3 separate regions of the Mus musculus genome follow, and all the other regions are linked to region 3. A link is a contact called in public Hi-C and HiChIP or PLAC-seq data. All regions are on one chromosome and are shown on one strand. The core of a region is the stretch at or near the end of the contact, and the rest is flanking DNA. Distances in the headings are between cores, read along the strand shown. Region 1 has its middle 18 kb from the start of Clca1. Region 2 overlaps Clca1 (chloride channel accessory 1). Region 3 holds the start of Odf2l (outer dense fiber of sperm tails 2-like).

Evidence for each region. Hi-C and Micro-C count contacts between places; a contact is called where the count stands out from the background. HiChIP or PLAC-seq counts read pairs in DNA pulled down with a chosen protein or histone mark.
Region 1: a Hi-C map of the G1E-ER4 cell line shows a contact between it and region 3, with 2.8 times the contacts expected there. The contact joins the enhancer-like site here to the promoter of Odf2l in region 3. A contact is called at or near these places in 1 of 39 promoter capture datasets (macrophages), 5 of 484 Hi-C or Micro-C datasets (the G1E-ER4 cell line, pre-megakaryocyte-erythroid progenitors, spermatogonial stem cells and 1 more), 2 of 115 datasets of contacts at active chromatin or transcription factors (extraembryonic endoderm stem cells and trophoblast stem cells) and 2 of 9 other capture datasets (adipose tissue and pancreatic islet).
Region 2: an H3K4me3 HiChIP or PLAC-seq map of intestinal crypt epithelium shows a contact between it and region 3, with 6 read pairs. The contact joins the enhancer-like site here to the promoter of Odf2l in region 3. A contact is called at or near these places in 2 of 39 promoter capture datasets (both in the 3T3-L1 cell line), 1 of 15 datasets of contacts at CTCF or cohesin (the NIH/3T3 cell line), 13 of 484 Hi-C or Micro-C datasets (the AML12 cell line, the C2C12 cell line, the G1E-ER4 cell line and 7 more), 6 of 115 datasets of contacts at active chromatin or transcription factors (bone marrow-derived macrophages, embryonic fibroblasts, epiblast stem cells and 3 more) and 4 of 9 other capture datasets (adipose tissue, embryonic stem cells, liver and 1 more).

Annotation. Positions count from the first base shown.
Region 1 is chr3:145,048,105-145,052,520 of GRCm38.p6, reverse strand. No RefSeq gene overlaps it. Among named protein-coding and RNA genes, the nearest start is that of Clca1, 18 kb to the right of the region's middle. Within about 2 kb of position 2,525, at least 13 of the 459 cell types and tissues checked have an H3K27ac peak or open chromatin away from gene starts, as enhancers often do. A contact at or near this core is called in the G1E-ER4 cell line and pre-megakaryocyte-erythroid progenitors, where this site is marked.
Region 2 is chr3:145,000,430-145,005,148 of GRCm38.p6, reverse strand. It overlaps Clca1 (chloride channel accessory 1), which reads left to right. Exons shown (of 14, transcript NM_017474.2): 14 at 62-612. The coding sequence ends at 450. Among named protein-coding and RNA genes, the nearest start is that of Clca4a, 28 kb to the right of the region's middle. Within about 2 kb of position 2,563, at least 8 of the 459 cell types and tissues checked have an H3K27ac peak or open chromatin away from gene starts, as enhancers often do. A contact at or near this core is called in intestinal crypt epithelium and intestinal villus epithelium, where this site is marked.
Region 3 is chr3:145,115,687-145,120,213 of GRCm38.p6, reverse strand. It overlaps Odf2l (outer dense fiber of sperm tails 2-like), which reads right to left and starts at 1,625. Exons shown (of 17, transcript NM_001162538.1): 1 at 1,432-1,625. It overlaps Gm40163 (a long non-coding RNA gene), which reads left to right and starts at 1,801. Exons shown (of 2, transcript XR_867692.2): 1 at 1,801-1,871; 2 at 3,099-3,392.

The sequences.
Region 1 (4,416 bases), core at 1,276-3,775, 69 kb after region 3:
GCTTCAACCTGTTGGCTACTTTGACATCTACTTTTCCAAAACCAAGTAATGGCTAAATAGAAGAAAATGAATGGTATAAAGATAATTTTTATTGAATTAGTTAAAGGTGCCAGGCATTGTGTTAGATATGCTATATTTGTTTTTATTTTATATCTTTAAGTATTAAAAACAACAATGTAGTGTATATATATATATATATATATATATATATATATATATATATATATGGTCATGATGGAAATAGAGTTATTGGAAATAAAAAAAGATATATTGTGGAGATAATTATGTAATGTTATTAAGTTTGTATGCAACAAATAACATAGCTTGGAATAGATTTAAAACAAAACCTCAAATAAAGGAGAGAGGGAATCTTTGATTATAAGTTGGTTTTTATTTTTCAATACTTCTCTCCCAGTAAGTAAAATAACAAGACAACATGCCAGGCAGTGGTGGTGCACGCCTTTAGTCCTAGCACTTGGGAGGCAGAGGCAGGTGGATTTCTGAGTTTGAGGCCAGCCTGGTCTACAGAGTGAGTTCCAGGACAGCCAGGGCTACACAGAGAAACCCTGTCTCAAACAAACAAACAAACAAACAAACAAAAAACAAAAAAAAAAAACAAATAAAAAAACCCAAGACAATAAACTAATAAAACAGGGAATATTTGACTTGTATGGTTAATTACTCTGGGTTAACTGATATATATATATATATATATATATATATATATCCAGCAATTGCAGAATATATACTTTCTCAAATGGATATGGAGTATTTTACCAAAATAGACCATTTTAAAAGAGTTCAATCTTAGGATGTGGTAGCATAGAGGGAACAATGTAATCAGTAAAATGCTCACCGTGCCGACATGAGGACAGAGTCAGCATTCTTACCTAGCACCATAGTGGGTCATGCTTCTAACTCCAGCACTATATGTGTATGTTGGAGGAACAGGAGGATCATGGGAGGAACAGAAGGATCATGGGAGTTTGCTGTCCATCAAATCTAACCTAATTTGTAAGCTTCTAATTCAGAAAGAGACCCTGGCTCCAAGAACCAAGTGGTCCAAAATCAAGGAAGACACTGGGTGTCCCCCTCTGACATCCATATACACATGAACATACACAGGTCTCTCTCTCTCTCTCTCACACACACACACACACATTGATGAATAAATTAAAAAATAAATCTCTGAGCATGGTTTCCAACTACAATGAAATTAAATTACAACTCAACAAAGGATCAATTTAAAAATTCGTAAATGCCTGAAAATTAAGCAGCAGACCTCCGTTTAATTGGTAAGCTAAAAAGAATTCAAATTTTAAGCTAGGAAATATTTTGAATTAAATGATAACTAAAATAAGTGATTTCCTAACATAGATGATAGTAGGTACAAGAATAGTGTAAGTGGAACTTAATGAACTAGAAATAGTTATTCACACTATTTTACTGAATATATGAAGGATCATGACATCTCAAGGATATGGGTGGGGTGGGAGTGAGCTTGATATTACTGGTTGGCCAAGATATTTATTATAAGAAGGGAGAAGCACATTCCAGTCTCTCACCTCAGATCAAGTGCAAAGTCTCTTAATAAAATATTAGTACATTAAAGAGAATCCTACTTACATTGCAATCAAGTAGAATATATTCTAAGATGGAAGAGTGATTTAATTCTGCACACCCAATCATTGCGACTCTGTCTAGTCAGAATAAAGAGGAAGATGACGTCATAATCTTAGTTAGAGATAAAAAAAATCTGATATCTTCCAGGACTTATTCATAACCCTGTTTTCTTGGTTGGTTATGACAAGTTCTCACACTGTAGCTCAGGCTATCTTGGAACTCATTGTGTCTGGCCTTGAGCACGTGGCAGTCTTGCTTCTTCAGCCTACCAAGTGTTGGGATAAAAGGCATGAACTACTGTGTCCAACTATGCTAGACTTGAAGGATACTTCCTTAATCAGGTGTAGGTATGTGCTTCATGATGATATAGGGTTGTTGTTTCCTGAATTCTCACCCTGAGACTGGGCACAACAAAAAGAATATCCATCCTTTCTCACTAGAGGTCCTTGCTCGTGCATGAAAATGAAATGTCAAAACGACTAAACATGTCACCACTCACAAATGGCATGGTAATACACATAAATACCCACAGCAGATCCATAAATTGCTAGAAACAAGTGAACTTATCAAGGACACTGAGATCAATATATAAAATTGATTATATTATTACATAGCACAAATAAGCAATTATAAAATGAAATGATAAAAATATCCCTCGCATTTCTCTCCCACAGAGGCATCCTGGAAATAAACATTTATGAGGCTGTGAGGGGCTGTGGTAATTCGTGTAGCCACCACTGCGGTGGAGTCCCTCCCTCTGCCTGAGGAAGATCATGATCCTTAACTCTCCTCTCCAATGAGAACAAGGAGAGATTTAAACCCAAGAACCAGACTGAGCTCAGTGGATGAGCACCGACTAAGAGCAAGCATAAGAGATAAGGAATTTCTGTGTAAACTGAACTGACAGGATTATTGCAGAAGCCTGGACAGGGAGATAAGATATTGAGGCTAACCACATGCCAAGCATGGGATTTCCCCTCACCTATCCTAGCAGAGTTCAAGTTCAAACAAGATCCTACAAGGAAGGAACCCCTCATCACAAAGACTTAAGATTCAGACTAGGGTGTTGGTCAAAGGAGACAGAGATAGAGGTAGACACAGAGACAGAGACAGACACAGAGACAGAGACAGACACAGACACAGACACAGACACAGAGACAGAGACAGAGACAGAGACAGAGACAGAGACAGAGACAGACACAGAGACAGACACAGACACAGAGACAGACACAGACACAAAGACAGACACAGAGACAGAGACAGAAACAGACACAGAGACAGGCACAGAGACAGACACAGACACAGAGACAGACACACAGAGAGAGAGACAGACACAGAGACAGAGACAAAGACAGACACAGAGACAGAGACAGACACAGACACAGAGACAGACATAGAGACAGACACAGAGACAGAGACAGAGACAGAGACAGACACAGACACAGAGACAGACAGAGACAGACAAGATACAAAGACAGAGACAGACAAGACACAGAGACAGAGACAGAGACAGACACAGAGACAGAGGCAGAGACAGACACAGAGACAGAGACAGAGAGAGATATTTTACTTTACAACACAGCAGTTCCAATTTTAAAAATTTATGCAACGGACACCAATGGTTCTATCCATGACAACTTCAGTCACATTAGCTCCAGCTAGAAACAATACAAAAGTTCTGTAACAACAGATGGAAAATGTACTAGGGCATGCTTTTACAAAGAATACGGTGGAAAGAGAACATATCACTACCACCTGAAACAAGGCTGAATTTCACATGAACATGCTGTGTCACAGTAGCCAGCCACAAAACTTTATAATGTGAACTCATGCTCATGAGCAGGTCAAACCCAGGCAAAGTTAACCAATGGTCAGATAGTGATTATTGTCCGGGTGATTATGCCTCAGAAAGAGGAGTCCTAAGAGGCTGCAAATGTTCCATCTTTGGGAAAAGGTTGTCCCTTAGAATGTTAATTTTCTGCATTTGAGATCTGTGTTGTTTGACCCATAGAGCTGGCTTGGAAAGACAGATCCCAGCTGCTATGTTGTAGCTCTCTATCTGAGCCAAGGCCTCTATGAATGCAACAGGCCACTCATGGGTAGCACAGAGAGCAGAAGAGCAGCTATAGCCGCCACAGTGGCCACACTAAGTCAGGCCATTTAGCTGGGGGAAGCTTAGCAGAGCCTGCTGTGTCATGGAAGGCCAAGTCAATCTGTGAAGGCGCATACTGAGAGGGAGGCCATCTCAAAGAAGCCACCGTCACCAGCATGCAGCAAGGACCGTGCAGCAAAGTCTGGTCCACTTTGCTTCCATTCTGAGTGCAAAGGTTGAGGCAGACTGAATCTGCATCTTGTTTGTACATGTGGACACTGCCATTGGTCTAGCATGAACCACAAGGCATGGGCTAATAAATAACTTCTTTGTACAAGTAATAAAATACTACTTAAGAACACACAGAAGCAACTAAGAACACATGGGCATGTGGACATTCAAAACCATAGGAGAAAAATCAGGTCCATGACTTTATCAAGGGCAGTCAAATGAACAAGACACAACATCTCACATGGTACCCATGAAAAGAGGGACACCTCACATTGCAGTGGTGATGTAACTATTGTCCTGTCATTTGATCATCCGAGGCATGTATCCAGGGACAGAGAGGGAGGGAACTCTGCCAATGACTGGCTTTGGCATCCATGTGGTAGGTAAAATGAGGCCGGCAGCAGATGGGAGTGCTTAGAGCCTCTGACCAGGGTGGATACAAATACTCACAGGGGCTGCGGCCAAAGGCA
Region 2 (4,719 bases), core at 1,314-3,813, 120 kb after region 3:
AAGGTTAAGACTTGATCATTACATCCTCTCTCACTACTTTAATTTTTATTTTTTATTTAAGCTTCCAACTACATCATCCGAATGAGCACCAGTATCGTTGATCTCAGGGACCACTTCAACACCTCACTCCAAGTGAACACTACCGGTCTTATCCCCAAAGAGGCCAGCTCTGAGGAAATCTTTGAGTTTGAACTGGGAGGCAACACTTTTGGAAATGGCACAGATATCTTCATTGCTATCCAGGCTGTGGATAAGTCCAATCTGAAATCAGAAATCTCCAACATTGCACGGGTGTCTGTGTTCATCCCCGCTCAGGAGCCGCCCATTCCCGAAGACTCAACTCCCCCTTGTCCTGACATCAGCATCAACAGCACCATTCCTGGCATCCACGTGCTGAAGATAATGTGGAAGTGGCTAGGGGAAATGCAGGTGACACTAGGTTTGCACTGAATTTTCAGGCAAGAAATCAACCAGTCATTCCTTTCACTGGAGAATTTTCTAAAAATGTACTTTAGACTTCCTGTAGGGGGCGGTATAGTAACACTCGAAGCTGTAAAACTGGGTCTGGGTGCATTAAAAATTATCTGTTCAAATACAAAAGTTTTATCACTGCTCGGTCTTTGGATGGTAATTTGAATGCTTGCAAGTGTTGCTTGTATCAGAAGATGGGAGTAGATTTGAATTTGTCCTAAGGAACTCAGTCAGCTAAAAATAAGACTCAATTGCAGTTAATCTACTAACTAGTAAACTATCAGAAATGCCTACCAAACTATTTAAATACAAGAGTTCTGGTTTCTTATTTAGGACCTTGGACTAACATCAGCAAGAATGTGTCTTCTTTTCTTCTCATTCTCATTCATCGGAATGAGGATGAGACAGGTATGGAAGGGAGAAATTACACATTGGAGGTCCCATTGGGTTTAGAAATGCATACTATGTGCCTGAATGCACATAGTCAGTGATGCTTAAAGCCACAGTGGAAAGAAATGAGAAGAGGTAGGTAGATTCAGGGCGAGTGATAAAGAAATTATAATATATTTCATAATCTTTTTTTACAAATATTCTATTAGCAAGAGGAAGAGAATGAGCCTGGTGTGGGCTTTTGAAACCTCATCTCTCACCCCTAGTGAAATACCTTTTCCAAAGGCCTTGCCTAATCTTCCCAAAACAGTTCTACCAGCAAAGGACCAAGCGCTTAAATATGGGAGCCTATGGGAGCCACTTGTATTCAAACCACCACAACAGCTTACAAATATGAGCTTAATTAACGATACTCAGGTAAACCCATGGATGATGCCCAACTGCTAATAAAATAAGCCATTATTTCTACAGACATCCAGGAGGTATTTCTTTACTTTCAGACCTTCCTTATAAGAAAACAGACTTTTAGGGCAAGCAAAGTCACAAGTAACAGCGAAAAGCAGATAAAAGAGACTTATTCAGTGTCCGGCACACTGGGAAGCAAAAGAAGTCTAGGGATCGTCCTCCCCATTTCCATATTCAAAGCACTAATGTGGGGTTTCATTTAAATAGGAGGTGGAGTCTGGGTCAAGATGTGGCCCTGTCCATCAGTGATCCAGGATTGTCAGTCATGCAAAGTGCTCTATGAGCTGTCAAACCTGGGTTCCAAGAGACAAGTCCTTCCTCTAGCAAGAACCAAGACTGGGAAGTCTTTCCCTTTTTCCAAAAACAGACTCTGAAAATTCCAATTCTTTAGGGATTGTCTTTTGTTTTGTTTTGTTTTGTTTGAATTAGGATAGAATTTTATTTTTATTAGATATTTTCTTTATTTACATTTCAAATGTTATCCCCTTTCCTGGTTTACCCCTGGAAGCCTCCATCCCATCCCCCTCCTCCTGCTTCCATGAGGGTGTTCAAGCACCCACCCACCCACTCCCACCTGCTTGCCCTGGCATTCGCCTACACTGGGGCATCAAGTCTTCACAGGACCAAGGGCCTCTCCTCTCATTGATGTCCAACAAGGCCATCCTCTGCTATATATATGGATGAAGCCATGGGTCACTCCACTTAGTTAGGATTACGACTGCTGTGGCGAAAACCATGATCAAAATGCAAGTTGGGGAGAAAAGGGCTTATTTGGATATCACTGCTTGTCATTGAAGGAAGTCAGGGCAGGAACTCAAACAGGGCAGCAACCTGGAGTCAGGCGCTGATGCAGAGGCCATGGGGGGGTGTGTGGGGGTGCTGCTTGCTGGCTTCTGTCTCATAACTTGCTCAGCCTGCTAAAGAACTCAAGACTACCAGCCCCAAGAATGACACTACCCACAATCACCAAGAACATGCCCTACAGGCTTGTCTGCCGCTGAATTTTGTGGAGGCATTTTTTTTTTTCGATTAAGGCTCTGTCTTCTTCAATAACCACAGCTTATATCAAGTTGATATAAGACCAAACAACACAGGGATCAGTTTCAAGTCTGAAGGCAGCCAAAAGAGCTCGGATGTCTCTTTAAATATTTTCATTCATGCCAGGATGGTTACACAGAATAGTAGTATCATCCCGTAAGGTAATTGCAGGTGTTTTTGCCAACCCAGTGAACAGAATATCAGGAAGCAATTCTCTTGATCAAAGTGCAAATACACAGTGAGCCACATGGCCGGTGGGAAGGCTACCTTAAGTCCCATGAACAAAGGAGTCTGGGGTTCTAGTCCAGTACTGTAGAATGTTCTGTAGAACATGGCTGCAGTAAGTTTTATCTGAGAAATGTCTAAAAGATCATTGCACCCATTGCAAAAAATAAAAATAAAAAATAAAATAAAAATAAATCCTATGTAATAATGCAGATCCATTTTGCCACAAGCTGCCCAGTGATTCAGAGCTCTTAAGAATGGTTTGCTTTGCTGGGTTCTACTTTCTATCCTGTGTCTGCTGACTCCATCCCCCGTCTCCCAGAAGTCAGCTGTCTATGAAGATCCTCACTATTCCAGTGTGCATTCCACTGAGCTCACCCAAATGGAAAAGCAAACTTCCAGTAAGTGACATTTATAAGGGACACAGCATTTTCCCAAATGACATGATTTTCAAATAAAAGCCTTTGTCCCACCTGGGTTTTGCCCTCTAGATTTGTGGCTTTAACTCATGTCCCCTCTGCCCCCACTCTCTGCCCTCTTCACCGGCCTCAGCTTGCATTAAAAGAGACTGTGCTTCCTCTCAAGGACTACGTCCCAGGGGAAGAGGCACAGGACATTCGTCAAGCTTCTTCATGAGGCTTTTGATCTGGGTGTTACACAAAAAAGATTGTGTGGGCGTGTGTGTGTGTGTCCCATGATCGTGGTGCTCACCCAAATAAGGGTGAGCATTGATGGTGCTAATAAACCCAAAGATACCCAAAAAGTCACTAAATCCTTTGAGTATCACTACAACGCCAGATGTCCCAACACCATTGGCAATCCTTTGCCTGCTCTTCCTTCATTCTTTCCTCCTTCCATCCTTTCACCTTCCCAAAACCTTGCTAGGATGAGGACAGACTTGGCTGGGGATCCGGCATGGGCACTGTGGTCCCTACTTCCCCTAACCTCCACCAGAGACAGTTCTCCAGAAATTCACTCTCCCTGAAATTAGTGGAGCAGAGGGAAGCATCCACCAACTCTGTCACCCATAGGATCCAAATGCCCCCTGATGTCAAATGCTGATCCCACAAAACAAACCCCTGTTGGGGACAGTCTGGGACCTAGTCTTGATGAGCCCAGAGGTTAAAGAGTAAGATGCAAACAGCAGTACAGCAAGGCATGATGGGAAATAAACCAAATGCTGTCCAGAGACAAAGCCCCTAAGCCCATGTTTGAGACACAGAGGATGCTGGTCAAGTGGGAACATCTCAGTACACATTGTCAACATTACTTCTATTCTACCTTATAAAAGTCTGCTTACACCCTCCATGCCCTCCAAATTCTCCTTGTCCGTTTACTGTTAACAATATTGTCCTGAGAGTGGAGAGAATTCCCCAGGTGCCAGGAAATTCCCTTGAGCATGAGATCCAAAACAAACAAACATAAAACCAATCTGCCCACTTGCACCTGTTGCCTGAATGGTGATTTATAGTGATAAATATCCAAAGCTGTTTATACAAGCAAGTCTTCCCTCTGAAGCTAGCAATCCAAGAGCTGGATATTCTTTCAAGGGGTTCTTCTGAGAAGGCCTTATTCCATTAAGGTAAAAAAAAAATAACCTCAGAGATGCTCCCACCAGGGGCTAGCATCCCATCTTTGAGGAGCTTAGTCCTGAGCGACAGAGAGACAACCCAAGAGGTAGGTTCTAACTCCAGCGGAGAAAGGAGTGCAGAAGAGTTAGGGATTCAAACCATAACTTCTAATTCTCCTGTACTTATATTCAGACTCATGAATGGATGCCCAGATCGTGGTGATGATGATAATGCTGAAGATGATGATGATGACAACGACGACCACGACAACAACAACAATGATGGGCATGTGACTTGTAGTACATCAGCTCTCTCTGGGGACTCAGAGGAGACCAGATGTCTGCCTATCTCCCCTGCAGAGGCCTTCACACTTATTTTACCATTTGGGATTGTCCCTTGGACTCCATGCTGTGACACAGTCTCAAGAACTGCCCTAACAGATTTCAACAATCTAAAAACAAAAAACAAAAAAACAAAAAAACAAAACAAAAAAAACCCTAATCTTTTCCTAAACTGCCATCCAGTCCTGGTACAAGCTGTGTGATGGAGACATAGAGGG
Region 3 (4,527 bases), core at 376-2,875:
TGACACCGTATGACAGGACTGGAGACCAGCATAGAGGTCAGAAAGCCACCGATGACAGAGCAGCCCCCCATCGTAGTGCAGGCCTCAGGACTGAAGAGGCAATGAATACAAACCGAGGCTTGGAATGATTAGGCAAGGGTTTCTAAGGAAAGCCCAGGAGATGTTATTGGAGAAATGCAGTGGATACACAAGGATTGCAAGTGTCACGGAAAGAAACTGAGGACTGGTACAATGAAAGGACAGAAGAGGCCACTGGTTAAAGATCCCAGGATACTGCAGATGTTAGGACCACGGATGACCATCAAGGACAGCAACAGGGGTGGTTTAGAGTCACGGTGACACACTGAGCAAGAAGTAGAATCCCTGGACTCATCTTACTTTATCCCACCTTTAAACTTAGATGCCATCTGGCCCACTCTGCGGGGCAGCTCAGCAATCTTCACGTTTTTTCCACTTTCTCCTTTTTAAAGTAATTATCCTGAATTAACCAACCTACCTTAAATTTACTTACAAGCCTGAGTTGATCAGAACTGATTTTACAGAACAACCTTGAAGACCTATCTGTTCTTTGTAGAAAGTCATTGCTGAAGCAGTCATAAATGGAGAACTACTAAACCAGAGGGTGGGGGTTGGGGGCATCAGTGGCCTGCAACGGATCGTTTCTATACTCATCCTGACTCCCATTTGTCTGTATGGAGTTAACAAAAGTGACGAATAAATGAGGCTATCTGCTCAGATCTTGAGACGCTCGAAAAGCAAAGACTAAAACTATTAATATACACCAGTTGTAGAATTAGCAGAAAACAGCAATAATAATACTTTGCTATTAAAAATTACAAATATGGCCGGTCTCACCATTAATCAAAGGTATGAAGTAAAGCTTACAAACAGGCACGATTTCTACAGTTTGATCCTTTACCTAAACCAGAGGCACTCGTACCCTCAAACATTTGACACCCTTGTAAGCCATGGCGTGACAGAGAAACTTGGTCTTTAGGGTCACCAATAGCAGCCACCGTTAGGTTAAGGTTACTCAACTGACATATTCAGTGCCAGAGACAGGGGACATGACTCGGGGTACGTCAAGAACTGGACTGGCATCGGGTGAGCTCAAGATTAGGAAAACACTATGTCGGAAACACCCCCAAACCCGGACCCTCGCTCTGCAGGGACCCTATCCCCCGCTAACTTCTCCCCGGCGCCCCGAGACCACACCGCGGGAAGCAGGGGCACAATGTCCGCTTTCCTCTGGGTGACAGTGAGGACCTGAGCACCAAACACATACTGTTCAGGAGGGGTGGGCACCACGGGTTTCACTTCCGGGTGCCTAGGGTCACGCGCGGCCCGCCCTCAGAGCCCACCCCAGACTCGCGCCCGCCCGCCCGTCCGCCCGTCGCCCTGACGTCATCCCCCGCCGCCGCCACTACCTACAATGGCCGGAGGCCTCTCTGAGGCCTGCCCGGCCCTGGGTCACTGCAGCAGGCGGAGAGTGCAGAGAGAGTAGGAGGCCAGAGGGAAGGGCAGGGAGCGCGGGGAGAGAAGCTGACGAGTCACCAGAACAGGCAGCGGCGGCCTGAGCGCGTCCACCTTGGAGCTCAACGTTGCTAGTAACCGGCCTGCGGTTTCTGTGGAAACGGACGCCCCGCCCTCATCGGCCCGCTCCGACGCAGCTAATTGGTCGGGAGCTCTAGAGCGCGAGCGCCGTTCCTGCTGTGATTGGAGGGAGTGAGGGGGCGTGGCCGGCGGGGGGTTGTCTCTGCTCTGGTTTCTCTAGTGAGATTTTTCAAAAGCTTTAGCTTTGAGAAAAGGCGTAGCTTTTGTGCGTCGCTGACCGAAAATCTCAACCGCTCTCATCCTAGCAGGGAAGGAAGGTCCGTTCCGAGTCTCTTGACACTGGATCGAAAAATGACTTCCCTGCTTTTGCCCTTTTTTGTAGCTAGGATTTGAAAAAACCCAAGACAGAAAAACCTTTCCAGTGTATGGCATTATCCCCCACAGGAGTTTTTCTTCTTTAAAAACATAGTCAGCAGGTTCTCCAAAATGTCGTTCAAGTCCTCCTAAGTCCTTAGATAAAGCTGCTGTGCTTTCTAAACTGCTGAACCGGCCAAATGAGATCTTGGTAGGACCTAGTAGTGGTTTTTTGTTTGTTTATTTTGTTTTGTTTTGTTTTCCTTATGAGATTTTGGGAGTTTTGTCATTGTTCTTGGAATGTTTTCATGCACCTCCCAGGTGTAGTAGATAGGAGTGAGTTTACGTCCGAGTTTTTGTACAACTGGCTATTATCCATTTATTTGCCTCTATGGGAAACAAACAAACAAACATGTTTTTGCCGCGTGCACCTTGTCCTTCTTATATACTCAAGTGACCTTTCTTAGCACTCAGGGTATACACTGTCTGATGCTCTGAATAAAGTTGGCTATTGCATGCGGCGTTAGTCTGCCTCGTTCCTCCGCTCCACTCCCTCAGGTTCCACCACAGGAAGAGATATAAAAATGAACAGCATATCGAAGCAGCGCATACTTCTAGTAGATAGAGTAAAATGGTAGCTATGGGAAATGTCAGCTAGGAGCTGAACTGTCGGCCCTTCAGTATGGCTAGTACAAGCTCTTCAGAGCCAGATGCTGTGCTTCTTAGGGAGTTTCCATAGGGAGCTGTTCGCCTAGGTGAGGAAAATGAAAATACATGTTTATGAAATATTCTATAAGAAAGTCATAAATAGCAAGTTTGTTTATAATAGCTAAAAATGGCAAGTAGATTGAATGTTTACCAGCAGGAAAATTGATTACATATTCAATACAATGGAATGATATTCCACAGTCAAAAACAACAAGCCACTTCAATATGCACCTTCTGCATAAGTAGCTTGAAGCTCTTCTCTCTGTTGCCTGGGACATTCAATATGGACATGCTGGGTACATGAGCAGCCATGGATAGACTGGTAATAGACGTCTTAATTCAGCCTTGTATAAGAAAGTAGCGTAGGCTGAGTTGTTTAAAGAACAGAAACATATTTATCACATTTCTAGAATCTCAGAAGACCCAACTCAAGAATCAACCAATCTGGCTGCTAGTGAGTTGTCTGTTCCTAATGCTTACAGATGGTTGGAAGCCTCCTTGCTGTATTCTCACTTGAGCAAGAAGCAAGATCTCACCTACCTCCTGTAAGGACACAGATCTCATCATGAGGACTCTACTCCTGTAACCCAATCAGCCTGCCAAGGCCTCCACTCCAAGTGCCTACACACTGAGGGTTAGTGGGAGGAAGGGACACACTCATTCCACAGCAGGGAGCTGCATGCTACTCCTCCCTGGAGAGTGATCGTTCTCTGAAGGCAATTCTCCAAGTACTGACTTAATTGTGGAAAATAAAGATTTTTATTATCTTCCCACTATCACTTCTCAGCATATTTAATCATATATGTAAGCTGCTTTTACCTGATTATGGCTGTCAAAGAATGGTAGGTAAATGCCAAAAGAGGTTTTTGTAACTGAAAGCAGAAAAGGTGGGAGTTTAAAAATAAAAACATGTAATTTTAGATACTGGAACTTCAATATATTGACTTTCTCCTCAGCCTAGTAAGTAATTTACAATGCAAGAGTCATTGCTACGATGTTATAACAATGCAAGAAGAGATAAATCACGAATGTCACATGGTTTATGACATAAAAACTCATTCTTTTATCCTTGAATGAAAAAGGATAAAATGATCCTTGAAGTCCTCTCCCCAATTTAGCAGTTGTCCAAAACTATCACTTTACAAAGAAACTAACATTTTGATATTTTAAATGTTTGATTTTGACCTAGATGTGTCTGTCACTGCCTTTTTCTAATTATTGTATTTAATAAACAACTATAGTGTTACATGAAAGAATTAATTAGATTTCCTATCTATGTAACTATAAGAATTCCTATTCAAATCAGTCCCATTGCTTTCTTTTTTAAATCCCCCCTTTTTTTTTTGTGCATGTATCTGTGCATGTGGACAGGTAGAGGCCATGATGGTGGAGGCAGGACAGCTTTCAGGAGTGGGCTATCGCCCTGGGCTCTGCTGAGGCAGGGCCTCTCTCTCCATGTTCACTGCCCATAATGCACCTCAACCCCCAATTGACACTCTCTTGCAGCAGGTGGTTTCTTGCACTCCCTTGCCATCTCCCTGGCCCAATCCAGCTATAGTCTAACTAAAAGAGCACTGTAAAAAGCTCTGTGATAAAGGAGACATGTTAAGCATTCTTAAGCTGTTCTCGGTCTCTCTTGGGAAACAGAAAAAACTTACAGAGGATGCAGTGAGAATTGCTGAGTAATAAGGAATAAAGAAAAGCAACCAAAGCTGCTGCCTACGCTGTTAAAATAACCACAGTAGTGAGTTATTCAAGAAAACTGGAAAAAGATAAAAGAAGAGAAAGAAAGCATATCACATGTAGTGTTAGAGTCTGCAGGATACAGGAAACCTTGGCTGTAACCAGTTAGAAGGAAAAGAGATTTGCACTCATCAGCCACAGTAAAAATAAAATAAAATAAAATAAACC